Regions from separate parts of the Oncorhynchus mykiss genome. Here region 1 is linked to region 2. Evidence: chromatin contacts called from public Hi-C data. All regions are on one chromosome and are shown on one strand. The core of a region is the stretch at or near the end of the contact, and the rest is flanking DNA. Distances in the headings are between cores, read along the strand shown.

The links. Hi-C and Micro-C count contacts between places; a contact is called where the count stands out from the background.
Region 1: a Hi-C map of blood shows a contact between it and region 2, with 5 times the contacts expected there. A contact is called at or near these places in 3 of 3 Hi-C or Micro-C datasets (blood and liver).

The regions. Positions count from the first base shown.
Region 1 is chr17:27,094,885-27,101,497 of USDA_OmykA_1.1, reverse strand. It overlaps tnrc6c2 (trinucleotide repeat-containing gene 6C protein), which reads right to left. Exons shown (of 21, transcript XM_036949496.1): 5 at 2,546-5,296; 6 at 350-559. Among protein-coding and RNA genes, the nearest start is that of tnrc6c2, 44 kb to the right of the region's middle.
Region 2 is chr17:27,050,618-27,057,141 of USDA_OmykA_1.1, reverse strand. It overlaps tnrc6c2 (trinucleotide repeat-containing gene 6C protein), which reads right to left and starts at 2,691. Exons shown (of 21, transcript XM_036949496.1): 1 at 1,876-2,691.

The DNA of each region.
Region 1 (6,613 bases), core at 223-2,722, 46 kb before region 2:
CAATACACTTTGATTTGAGTTTTGACTGCTTGCAAAGATCAAGGGCAACCCCTTTGCGTGCAATTGGCAATGCAACCACTTGGTGCCAGTATTGTCACACAAGTCCCTTCATTTCTTGCTTGCCTTCTAGTATAACAATTATTTAAAAAGCACAAACAAGAACTGCCACATTGATCAAAGCATGCAACCAGGGAAACCTCTAGTGACACAATGTTATTCAAGACATCTAGAAAAGCAAATCTTTAACAGAAACTTTCAGATGCATACAAACACAATAGGGTATTATTTTTGTTGTTGTTTACTGATGAGTGTTGACCATGTTCGTACACCAACGGCGTGTGGTCCTAACCTGGCTTGCAGGGTGCAGGTCCAGAGGGTCCGTTGTTTCCCCTCCTGTAGGGTCCATTGGGCTCGTGCCCTCCATCGCCCCAGCCTCCAGGAACACCAGGGGGTTTGCCCCAGGCAGAGGTGCCGTTGTCCACTGCAGGAGAGGGGCCAGCGGGCTCCCCCCACGCCGGCTCTGGCTTGGGCTGCTGGACACTGGGCAGCTCCCCCCAGCCTGGGAGAGGACATATTTATAATGTATGCTTTAAAGTTGTGTGTGCAACACAATTGCAAGTATATTCACTTACAAGACCAGCAAACAGTGATCTGACATATTGTTAGTAATTGCAGTCTGGCAGTCTAGTTTTACTGCCAGCCAACTGGTTCCATTACTGATGAAAATGGAACCATAAAACTACTGAGGAACAGTGTGTGCTAGCTTCCATTCATTCACTTGCTCTACACCCCGTTGTACTCTCAATCCTCAGGCTTTTCCTCGTAAAACAGTGAGCCAAGTTGTTACATGTTAATCAGAGGCAGTATCGTTATGTACCAAATGGCACCCTATTCTTTATATAGTGCACTACTTTTGACCAAGGCCCATAGGAAGGCAGAGAAGGGGGAGAGAGGAAGGCAGAGAAGGGGAGGGGGAGAGGAAGGCAGAGAAGGGGAGGGAGAGAGGAAGGCAGAGAAGGGGAGGGAGAGAGGAAGTCAGAGAAGGGGAGGGAGAGAGGAAGGCAGAGAAGGGGAGGGAGAGAGGAAGTCAGAGAAGGGGAGGGAGAGAGGAAGGCAGAGAAGGGGAGGGAGAGAGGAAGGCAGAGAAGGGGAGGGAGAGAGGAAGTCAGAGAAGGGGAGGGAGAGAGGAAGTCAGAGAAGGGGAGGGAGAGAGGAAGGCAGAGAAGGGGGGGAGAGAGGAAGGCAGAGAAGGGGGGGAGAGAGGAAGGCAGAGAAGGGGGGGAGAGAGGAAGGCAGAGAAGGGGGGGGAGAGAGGAAGGCAAAGAAGGGGGGGGAGAGAGGAAGGCAAAGAAGGGGGGGGGGGGGGAGGAGCAGGACGGCAGCCATGACTGTTTAATTCCTGGCCCAGTTCCCAGACCCTCTTGTCCGAGCTGGCTGAGTCCACTGAGGAGGACTGTAAAGCAGGCAGTCCAGAGCAGTGTGTGCCAAGCCTGGCTGATCAGTCTCTGGTTACTGGGGTTGTACATAGAGTAACAGCAGGGGGCACTGGCCTTTTAGCAAGAACAGTGCCTTCCTGCCACAGTCAGCTTTCACTGAAGCTTTTGTCTTTGCAGTGGGGTGCTTTGAAAAGCCCCGGCATTGTGCATGTTCAATAATGCTGAGCGATTAGTGCTTTTTGAGGTTGTTTCGGTTTCGATTAAACACATTTTCAATTCCAATAATTTTACATGAAATGCACTACGCATTATGTGGGTTAAATGCTGTAACAACACACAATAAAACAATAAATAAAAGTCCCATGATGGTAGTGACTGTCCATTACTGCTTATCACCTATTAACCTTCATTCACATGACTTTACTCAAATATCTCACTTGTTGTGTGTTTTATTTGATGACTATTGTTTAATTCCAAGTCATTATCTCATCTCTATAGAGCTGATGCCTGTATTGTCTGACAAAAATCACTATTTTAGTAGTTCTTCAAAGTGAATAAGGCACGACTGCTGAATACCAATTATCAATCATTTAGATCATGTATTTTCAGTTAGAGAACTGCTATGCAACTTGCTCTCTATCACTCTTGATCACACATTCTTCTGTCTCTTATGTAGCAGGTGTAAAAGAAACAGACCGGACAAGTAGGCACCCAATGGATTATGATCACTGTAGGTAATTACCAAACTCCCTCCCACATCGCACAGCTCGGGCTTCGTCTGTTCCATATCTAAAGAAACTGTGCTGTGTGCGCATTGAGCTCAAAGAAAACCCCCAAACAAAATGGAATTTAAATCATTGAACCATGTCGCTCAATTAGTTGCTTAAAAACGATTAATAAAACATTTCGGTTAATGGCACTGCACTAATATTCAATGACAAAATATATACTTGAACGTTGGATATATCCTTAGACATACGACATAAGTCTGTCACTTGCAGTCTTTCCAGTATAGGTTAATCACAGGGCTAATACCACAATACATTACAGAGGTGCATGATAACCAGTTTAACAGACATTTCAGACAGTGAATGGGGTCAGTTTCTTACCTGGGTTAGCCATAGGTGGTCTGCCCTGGGGTCCTCCGCCCTGGTGCGGGGCGGCGGTGTTGGCGGATCCATTGTTGTTGCCGTGGTGCTGGCTGTGTGGCGGGGGCTGTCCGTGGTGCAGGTGGTGGTGGTTCATGTGGTGGTGATTGTTGTTGCTAGGGGGGACGGAGGAGTGGTTGTTGTGGCTGTTGTTGATGGTCAAGCCTCCGCTACTCTTGCTGGTCGGCGGCTGGGTGGAGTTGTTCCCTTGGTTACCGTTACCTCCAGTGGGGTTGTTGCGGTCCCACATATTCACGGTCTTGTTGTAGGCGCTGGGGTCTCCCCAGGTGGACGTGCCGTCATCGATCTCCATCTTGCGGCGGATGGAGGGAGGAGAGGGTTCCTCCCAGCCAGTGGGCTCCATCGCTGGGTCGGGTTTGGCTCCGGAGCTCCCCGGGCCCCAGCCGGGGTTGGAACTCTGCCTTACAGATGCAGGGCCGCCCCAGGACCCCATGCTGCCTCCTCCTGGTCCACCTCCTCCACTATTGCAGATGGGGCTTTCCTGAGGCTTGGAGCCCCATCCTGGTGCTGGGCTGCTGGGGCTTTCCTGGGGCTTGGAGCCCCATCCTGGTGCTGGGCCGCTGGGGCTTTCCTGGGGCTTGGAGCCCCATCCTGTTGCTGGGCCGCTGGGGCTTTCCTGGGGCTTGGAGCCCCATCCTGGTGCTGGGCCGCTGGGGCTTTCCTGGGGCTTGGAGCCCCATCCTGGTGCTGGGCCGCTGGGGCATTCCTGGGGCTTGGAGCCCCATCCTGGTGCTGGGCCGTTGGGATGCTGGTTCTGGGGCTCCCCCCAGCCACCAACAGCAGGGGCAGGCTTCGACCCCCAGCCGCCCCCATTTCCTCCACCCCCTCTGGGGCTGTCCTTCCACCCTCCTCCTCCTCGTCCATTTCCTCCTTCCCACATGTGGCTGGAGGACCCATTCTTCTTCACCTCGGCCGGTTCCCTCCACTCTCCGCCGTTGGAGCCGTTGGATCCATTGGAGCCATTGCTGCCACTTCCGTGGCCGGAGCCCCAGCCGTGGGAGGAGGACTTGGGCCCCTCTCCCCAGCTCTGGGTTTGGTTCTGCTGGGTCTTGGCTGGCCCGTCGTCCCAGGTAGGGGAGGACTTCTCCTCAGGGACACCCCAGGATTGACCTTCACTCTTTGGGCCATTGTTTGTGGTATTGGGGCCTCGGGCCATGGGGTCCCCCCAGCCACTGACGGAACCGTTGGGGGCCTTGTTGACAGGCTGCTCCCCCCAGCTTGAGGGTGGAGGGCCTCCCCAGCCTGAAGGTCCCTCACTCTTGCCTCCGGGGCCCCCTGAGCCTGGCCTCTGAGATGGTCCCAGGCTGGGGTTGGCTCCCCCGTTCCGGGGGTCCGGTGGGGATCCAGAAGAGGGGCTGTTGGAGCCCCTCCATGTGTCCCCTCCACCGCCTCCCCTCATCTCGCTGGTCTTCCTATCGTTGGCGGCACGCTGCTCCTCCATCTCCCAGGAGGTGTGCTGGCGGACGGGCGTCTGGCCCCAGCCTGTGTTGCAGAGCACACGGGGGTCCAGGTCCTGCCGAGGCAGGGGAGGGGGACCTCCGTCCTCGCTGCCAGTCTGATCCCTGCGATGGATGTGCCCCTCGCTGCCACCGCTCCCGCTACCCTCACTAGCCGGGGCCGGGGTTGGCTGGCCCCAGGAGCTCACCTGCTGGTCCTGGGCTGGGCCATCTGAGGAATCCCAGCCTCCTTTGACCTCTCCTCCACCGCTGTGCTTCCCCCAGTCTCCTCCCCAGCCTCCTTCTCCACTGCCAGAGTGGCCCCAGCCGGACATGCCTCCGGAGGGTGCTGAGTCCCAGCCTGAGTTCTTGGAGGAGTTAGCGGATGTCTTGGTGTCTTCGTTGCCCCAGACGGAGCTCCCTGCGTCTCCGTTGAGCTGGGAGGACTCAGTAGGGGACTGGCCTCCCCAGCCGGGTAGCCCGTGGATGGGGCTGAGGGGCTGCTTAGTGTGGTGGCTGTTTTGTCCGTCAGTGTTAAGGTTGGGGTGTTCCATGCTGCTGAAAGACACATTCTTATTGGAGGACGGGGCATCAGGGCTCATCATGCCTCCCCAGGTGCTGCTGCTGTTGTTCTCGTCCCCTCCCAGGCTCCCATTGCCCAGGATACCGTTGGGTGGTAGTGAGGCAGGGTTCGGGCTACCTCCAGCCCCCTCTTGCCCCAGCACGGGCCAGGCCGAGGGGTTGGCGTTGGGGTTCAGGTTCAGGCTAAAGCTGGGCTGGGAGTTCCAGCTGGGTGCTCCTCCACTCCGACCCAGGTTGGGCCCAAGGCCGTCGGGTTTGGCTCCCTCAGTGGGGCCCATGGGGATGGGGCCTGGTCCGGAGCCCCAGCCCCTGCTGCCGATGGCTCCAACTCCCTGGCCACCGCTAGGCTGCATCATGCTAGCTACGTTAGCGACGTTAGCTTTGAGAGAGGAGGGGTAGTGGGCCTGCTGGCTAGTAGCCCCCGCGGCCATGCTCATGTTGCTGCTGGTCTCTGGGTTCGTACAGTCAACGGCTGTGGCACATTCTGGAGGATTCACTGGTCGGCTGACGCTGCTGCGACTGATGGAGGGCCAGGCCTCGGTGTCGCTCCCGTCGATGATCACTTGATCCCAGCTACTACTGGTGGTGCTGCTGCTGCGGTCGGTGGCTGGTGGTAAGGCTCCCCAGTGGGGATTCTCATGCTGGGCACCAGGACCACTCTGGAAGGGCAGGTCTGGAGGAGAAAAAGAGAGAGATATGTATTTGTTTAACCAGGAGAAAACATTTGAGAGAGACAGAGAAACAGAGAGAACACCATGTAATAAACTCCCTCAGCTCCTGGAGAAAGTCATTGTACTACTGTATCTCCTTGGTTGGTTAAATTGTTACCATCCGACTTGGCAGCAGTGAGAGGAGAGCAATGGTCACGCTCTCCTGGTCTGTTCTCCAGATGCCTGCCATAATCAGAATGTACAGCAGACCATGCCCCGTATCCTATTAGCTATGGCATATCCATATATTCCTGCTTTGGTGCAGTCAGATGTGGAGTGACTGGGTGAGAGATAGGAGCCCTCCCTCTCCTACTTTCACTCCCACTAGCCCTCCTTCCTTCCTCTATGTGAGTGGGTGAAATGGAACCCTCCCTCCCACCTGCTCTCTCCCTCTCCCTCCTTCCCTCCCCTTGAACTGAGAGGCCCATTAGTCTCCCCTAGCTGTGGCCGTGAAGGGAAGCCCAAGTGGAAAGCTGCTCATTTATTGAAATGAAACCAAGATGGCTCCTCATCTATCACTCTCTATGCTCCAGCAGGTCCCCACAAAGCACTACCAGGTCTGGGCTGCTAGACACAGCTACACTCCGACACTGTGGAGACTGCAGAGTACGCACATTAAAACTCTGCCCTCTTCAATTCTATATTTCTTTCCTTCACACACACACTGAAAAAACTAAGAAAATAAATCATAAAACAGCATAATAACCAGAACACAAAAAAATGCTCCTATTAATATATGTCCTCACACCAGAAGAGGGAGAAAAACATGATATACACTACCGTTCAAAAGTTTGGGTCACTTAGAAACGTCCTTGTTTTTGTTTCTCGTCAGTCTATTCTTGTTCTGAGAAATGAAGGCTATTCCATGTGAGAAATTGGCAAGAAATCTTGTACAACGCTGTGTACTACTCCCTTCACAGAACAGCGCAAAATGCCTCTAACCAGAATAGAAAGAGGAGTCGGAGGCCCCGGTGCACAACTGAGTAAGAGGACAAGTACATTAGAGTGACTAGTTTGAGAAACAGACGCCTCACAAGTCCTCAACTGGCAGCTTCATTAAATAGTACCCGCAAAACACCTTTCTCAACGTCAACAGTGAAGAGGTGACTCCGCAATGCTGGCCTTCTAAAGCAGAGCTGCAAAGAAAACGCCATATCTCAGACTGGCCAATAAAAATAAAAGATTAAGATGGGCAAAATAACAAACACTGGACAGAGGAACTCTGCTTAGAAGGCCAGCATCCCGGAGTCACCTCTTCACTGTTGACATTGTGACTGGTG
Region 2 (6,524 bases), core at 1,442-3,941:
CCACATGTCTCCAATCCCAAACAGTTTATGCATATATTATGACTTTTTTTATTTTTGGTCTTCGGCGAGGGTTTTTCCCAGCTGTTCGCAGAGCCGAAGTCTACGCCCCATCGCCGGCCATTGGTCAACAGTAGGGATACTTCAAATAAGTGTCTGTTGTCCATAAACGATGTTCAAAAAACACTTGAGAAATACTGCACCAAACATCTTAGATGTCAAATTAAAGTGACTAAGTGTTGAGTTATCCTAGATTCATTTGAGTATTTTAAGGAATTGTATACTGGTTAAGGCATCTCCAAATGGACAAAGAGTACTATTGTAGCCTTTTCTCATTTTTCAAGAGAAGGTCTTTTAAGGGAGTATGCGAGCAAACTCGTTCAGCCAGCTGAACCAAAGCATGCAGAAACCTTAAGCCACCAAACAGTATGGCAACCGACATAACTCCCCTTCACCAGCGACTGGCTTTCTCCCCACCCCCTTTTCACTTCCACTGAGTACATACAGACCCCTAAAACGTATTTACAATTTTCCCATCCCCTCCCCCTTGTATGCCCCCACCAGGGGGAGTTGAACAGGGTTGGCGAAGGAGGGGGGTGCCCGTCCCCCTGACCCTGGGGGAGAGGAAGGTTGCTGGGGTGGAGGGTTCAGGGGCTGTCAGCTGGGCTGAGGCGTTGCAGGGTGGAGGGAGAGGGGAGGCACCTTTACGAACTGATTAAGAACTGCAGCGCATTAACCAACTGGCAGCCAGAGCCTTCAGCTTGACATTAATGGTCACACTCCTCCCGGTAAGTACGTTAAGCATACTATATACCCACCATGTTCCCCCACTCCCGGTCTTTCTCACTGCTCGCTATGCATTTCATTATTGCCCCACTGGTGTCTGACGATTGAGATAAGATGGGGGGTGGGGACTACAGGATCTACTCCACCACTTTGGTATGGGAGGATGCATATGGATAGCATGGGGAAAGCGACAGTTCAATCACAACTCATACCTTCCTCTACTGTATGAAAAGGGGGTAGTGATGTCTAACAAATAAACAAACACTGCCCAGTGCAGTCCACATTATTGTAGCAATTTGATGGAATGTAATCAGAGGAATAACAATGAATGGTCTCAAATGTTATGGTGTGTGTGGTCTGCCTTTAGCCTACATTTCAAGATCAATATGACACAATCAACTGACTTATGACATGGAAAGTATTCCCACTTCAAGAAAAGCTGCTCTGTTCCTACAACACACATGTATTCGCTAGAATCATGAGAGCCAGTCAATTCCAGTGTCATTTCAACCCGCGCTAAACCGACCACTAATTAGATTATGATATAATCTGCCTCTGGTGTTCCTGGTTTGCGATTCTGAACACAAAACCCTCGTGCATTTACATCCAAACCCATGGATAAATCATGGTTTGTATTTTAGAGGAGGCAACCCCTGTCAATAACAGCTAACGTTACTAACGAGTTCTCATCAAATTCTTTATAACCGTGAAACTATGATGATCAGCAATGCGCGTTACCCTTGTAGTTATATTTAAAACTTCAGCTTGTTGGCATCAAGTCTTATCAGCCTAGCTACTATCATTGACATTAGCTCGTTGACTGTAAAGCAAAAATAAATACTGACTCGGCTCAGTGTAATGTCATGGTGGTAGGAATTTAACTTGCCATCTAACATAGCTGACGTAATGTATTGCTATAAATCATCAGCTAATACAAGCTAGTAAATAAAAGCAACGTAACTATGAAAACTGGAACAGTAGAAAAACACTAACGGTAGTGTTAGTGCTCGAGTCACATAATAATAGAACGCAATGTATGTGGCGGCTTGTCAAACAAGCTGTGGTTTTGGATATCAATAAAGTATTCCTTACCTTGCGTAATAACACGTTGAGCTTTGGCAGCTTTCAATACAGAGTTGGTGCATGAAAGAGAACGATGCAGAAAAGCATTCTGCTGTGCCTTTTCCGAAAAATACCCGTAAATTACAAATCAGGAATTCAGTCTTCGCAGTTATCCAGCTAGCTAGCATTAGCCAAGTGCAGCTCTCTTGCTGCAGGGGCTTACTGACTGACTGGATAACTGTTTGAGCAGCTTAATAACAAAAATACCGAGATCGATACTTGAAATACACACAGTAAGAAATTTGTATTTTAGCGCAACGATGCACTAAAAGTAAAATTTTCGAAACAAAAAAAACATGCTAAACGTAAGTATCACGATATAGAAACAAAAGCAACAAAACGAAAAAGCAAGAGAAACAATTCCGACTCAAAAAGTAGCGGAGTTAACGTTAGCTAGTTGGCATTAGTCATCGACTGTTGTAAGGAGTAATTTGCAAATGAAAGAAAATAGGCAGATTTCAGTAAATTGTCGACGAAAATGGCTAGCTAGCTAGGAAACTTGGGTTAAAGTGCAAAATGAAATTATTTGTGTTTAGGCCGCTAGCTGAGGAGCTAGCAGGTTAGCAACAACATCTGACCGACGACCTTGCTACTACGAATGCAAATTGAAAAACGAATCCAAGAAAATACATTCTCGAAAAATCCAAATGTAGGAGTGGACAGTCATAATGCGTTCAGTGAGCTCTCATTGACAGCGTTCTTGCAGCCATTTTGTTCAAACTAAAACCGCTCGCTCTCTCCTCTGAGCAGAAATAATGTAGGAAGTGGCCCCCATGCCCAAGCAGCCAATCCACGTGATCTCCCACTAACAACACAGCATGATCCAGCCCCGTCGTACCCTTGACAATAGCAGTCTGATTTTCTCATTAGAATAAATGATGGACAGGCAGATAGAGGCTGATAAAATAGTGCATGTCTTATTTGCAGCCTACCTTGGGCACTCTTCAGTTGCATATGTGTGGTAATCACTGCCATATAGGTTATTTCTGTAGGCCATGTACATCATCAATACGTTTATATTTATGGCAATGCAAAATAACACATTGAGTTCTGTGAATAAAAGGCTAAATAGTTTCAGTAATGTATCAACATAGTATGTGATTAGTTTGCAAATTAGAAGTTTATGTTAGAAGAATACATATTTTTACAAGGGCCCTTGATTCTATCACATAACCTTCCTCAAAATCTTGAAGTCCACCAAGAAGGAGCATATTTAAATTCCAGACTAATTAACAATTGATTGATGAAGGACAACTATTCCCCTTGTTCTGCTTCTCAGATTCAAGAAAGGATTCTGGCCCCAACTCATTCTCAATGCCTCTTTTCTTATGGAAATGACCATGCATTGTGCAGCATGCACACAGTGAGAATAGGTCAAAGTTGTGGTCCACAAGGGGGGGACTGACCAGTGAGAACAGCCTAGCCTAGACTGCACAGCCCCATAGATCACAGCAGAGACTGTCAATGAGAAAGCCAGAGGCCAGACAAAGTTTCTTCCTATTCAAGGCAAGCTGCCCAAAGCTATTGCGGAATTCAACTCTAGCTGAATGGGGAAAACAGCTGTTTAAACTTGGGGGTTAAAGGAGGTGAGCAAAGAAGGCTGCATTCCTTGGAGTTTGCATGTGATAACAAACTTGTAATACTACCACACACACAGTGAGCTCCAAAAGTACAACTATGAGGTTAAAATACAGACTGTCAGCTTTAATTTGAGTGTATGTTCATCCATATTGGGTGAACAGTTTAGAAATTACAACCCTTTTTGTACATAGTCCCCCCATTTTTGGGGACCAAATGTATTCTGGCAAATTCACTTATATGTGTATTAAAGTAGTAAAAAGTTAAGTATTTGGTCCGATATTCATAGCACGCAATGACTACATACATCAAGCTTGTGACTACACATTTGTTGGATGCATTTGCTGTTTGTTTTCGTTATGTTTAAGATTATTTTGTGCCCAATAGAAATGTATTGTAAATCATGTATTGTGTCATTTTAGAATCACTTTTATTGTAAATAAGAATATAATATTTTCTAAACACTTCTATATTAATGTGGATTCTACCATGATAATGGGGATGCCACCATGAATCCTGAATTAATTGTGAATAATGATGAGTGAGAAAGTTAGGGGCACAAATATCCTACCCCCAAGACATGCTAACCCCTCACCATTACAATAACAGGGGAGATTAGCATTTGGGGGGTTATGATATTTGTGTTGGCGTAGACGCAAAAAAAAAAGAAAACAGTGTCACTGTCCCAATAGCAATGCCATCCAGGCAGGCTAATGCAGAACTAACATCCACGTTTGCACAACTCTCATCACCAATTCTGTGACCTCACAAGTCATTAGTGCACTTTAAAAAGAGAGATGGAGATCTATGCCCCCACATAGGACACCATCACATCTCCCACTGTAACAGTGAGTGGCAAATAGATGGACGTGAATAAAGGGGAGAACAAAAGAGTAAACAATTGACATCTATTCTGAGTTTACATCCTAAATGGCACCTTTTTCCATACATAGTGCACTACTTTTGACCAGAGCCAGTCAAAAGTAGTGCACTACATAGGGAATAGGGTGCCATTCGGGACAATACTTAATCAATGACGCTATTTTTTTTAGGTGTCTCGTATTATTCTTTGACTTGGGCCAATTTCCCTAATTGCTTTCACATTTAAGCTAGCCGTCTGATGGAGTGGCGGCAATGAGAAAGGTCTGGTTGATATTCTGATAAGAGGAAATGCAGACGTGAGGCGAGGCGGACGGACTGCGGCGCTGGCAATCACTCACTTTCTCCTCTCTTCTGCTCTCCTGGGATACTCCTCTCCTCCGTCTTTCCCTTTCTTTCTTTTCTTCGTTTAAGCGCCCTGTGCTCATGTCTTTTGTTTTAATTCCAGTTCAATCATGAGTGCGTTCCACAGAAGGTTTTAATTTCATGCTGCCGTAAGATCTTGCTAGCAGAGAGACACTCCCACACACAAGTTACTGTATATCTGCGCACACACACTATTGTGGCTACATGTATATCTGATGCATGTGCTTTGGCAACAGTTTAACATTTTATACTTTAAGCATGCTTGCCATGAGGGGAAGTATCACTCCCTTCAGAAACATTTATAGACAGTCAAAACTGAGACAGACACAAAATCAGGAACCAATTGTACAAAGCGAATATCAAGAGGTTCGGCATTTCTTTAAGAAACAGACGGACATATTCCATGTGTTATGATGATGAAGAATACTAGCCTGGTCCCAGATCTGTTTGTGCTGTCTTGCCAACTCCTATGGTCATTGGCGAGCTTAACATTGAAGTTGTCAAGCCCGCAGAAACAGATCTTGAACCAGGTCAGAAGAATAGTACATCTACATGACAATCCAGCTTTTCCAACAGTCTACAATTTATCAGTTCTCATAACACTAAAGACCCTCTCCCAATTTCAGTTTATTGCCTTATCTTGTGGAATTAGGAATTAACAAAATAAATATGACCGGGTGAGAAGCCAAACAATTCACTGAACGATGAGCCAAAAAGTGGATCTTTGCTTAGACTCCCTCCCTTGTCATTACGTCTGAAAATGGCACCCTATTCCATATATAGTGCACTACTTAGTATTGTAACTAATGCACTATATGCAGTAGACAGGGAACCCATCACTGGTTCCCTGTCTGGTGCAGAATGATAGATGATAGGCCAGGTTTTTGGTATTGATCATGAGTCCTGAATCCTCCAGTCTGGAGATTATGCCTAGGAGTAATCAAAATGCAGACAGTGGCTGCCGCTCCGTTCAAAGTGACATTTCCAAAGGTATGACTTGACGTATGCTAAATGCTCCACTGATGATAATTCTGACATGGGAGTACCAAGAGACAACAACCAAAGTAGAGCCTGAGTGTCCCCAACTCTGCTGTTTTCACCCTACTGAATAGACAGGTGACTATCAACGCTCCACGCACCAATAATACAAACCAAAACATAATTACACGCCGCTACAGATTCATTTAGCAATCTATAATTTGTGAAACTAGTACATTTTATTTTACTGTATTAGTGGTAGGGCTGTCATATTACCAATACTGCCATCTTCTCTGAGGGCCATACCATTGTAATGCGAGAAGAGGGGCTTTAGAAAGCATATTGCCATACCCATCAGGTGGACAGAGCCTTTTTTTTTATTATAGCCTTGTAAACATTACAGTGAATTACCCAGAGAACAAGGCCAATAAAATCTGTGAAAGAGAGCGAGAGGAATAGAATCGGAATTAGAGAGAGAGGCAGAGCCTGTTCACCAGTGCAGTGTGTAGTGGACCTTGGCCACAGAGTGACTGATTCACTTTCTATACAGGGGACAACAAACAAGCAGAGCTTCTACAGAATAGCCGGTTACAGCAGCAGGCCTGGGGTACTGTATCGACTGAGGGAGGGTTGTGTGTGTGTGTGTGTGTATGAGTGTGTGTTGTAGTGCTGGTGGTTTGTTATATGGGCCGAGAGGAGAGTGGAGCAGTGCGGTGCAGTAGGACAGCGTTTCTGAGCTGTGGTAATTTCCCCCGAGAGTACTGGCCAGGGAGAGGGAGGAGAAGGAGGGAGGAGTGGAAGAGGAAGAGGAAAGGAGG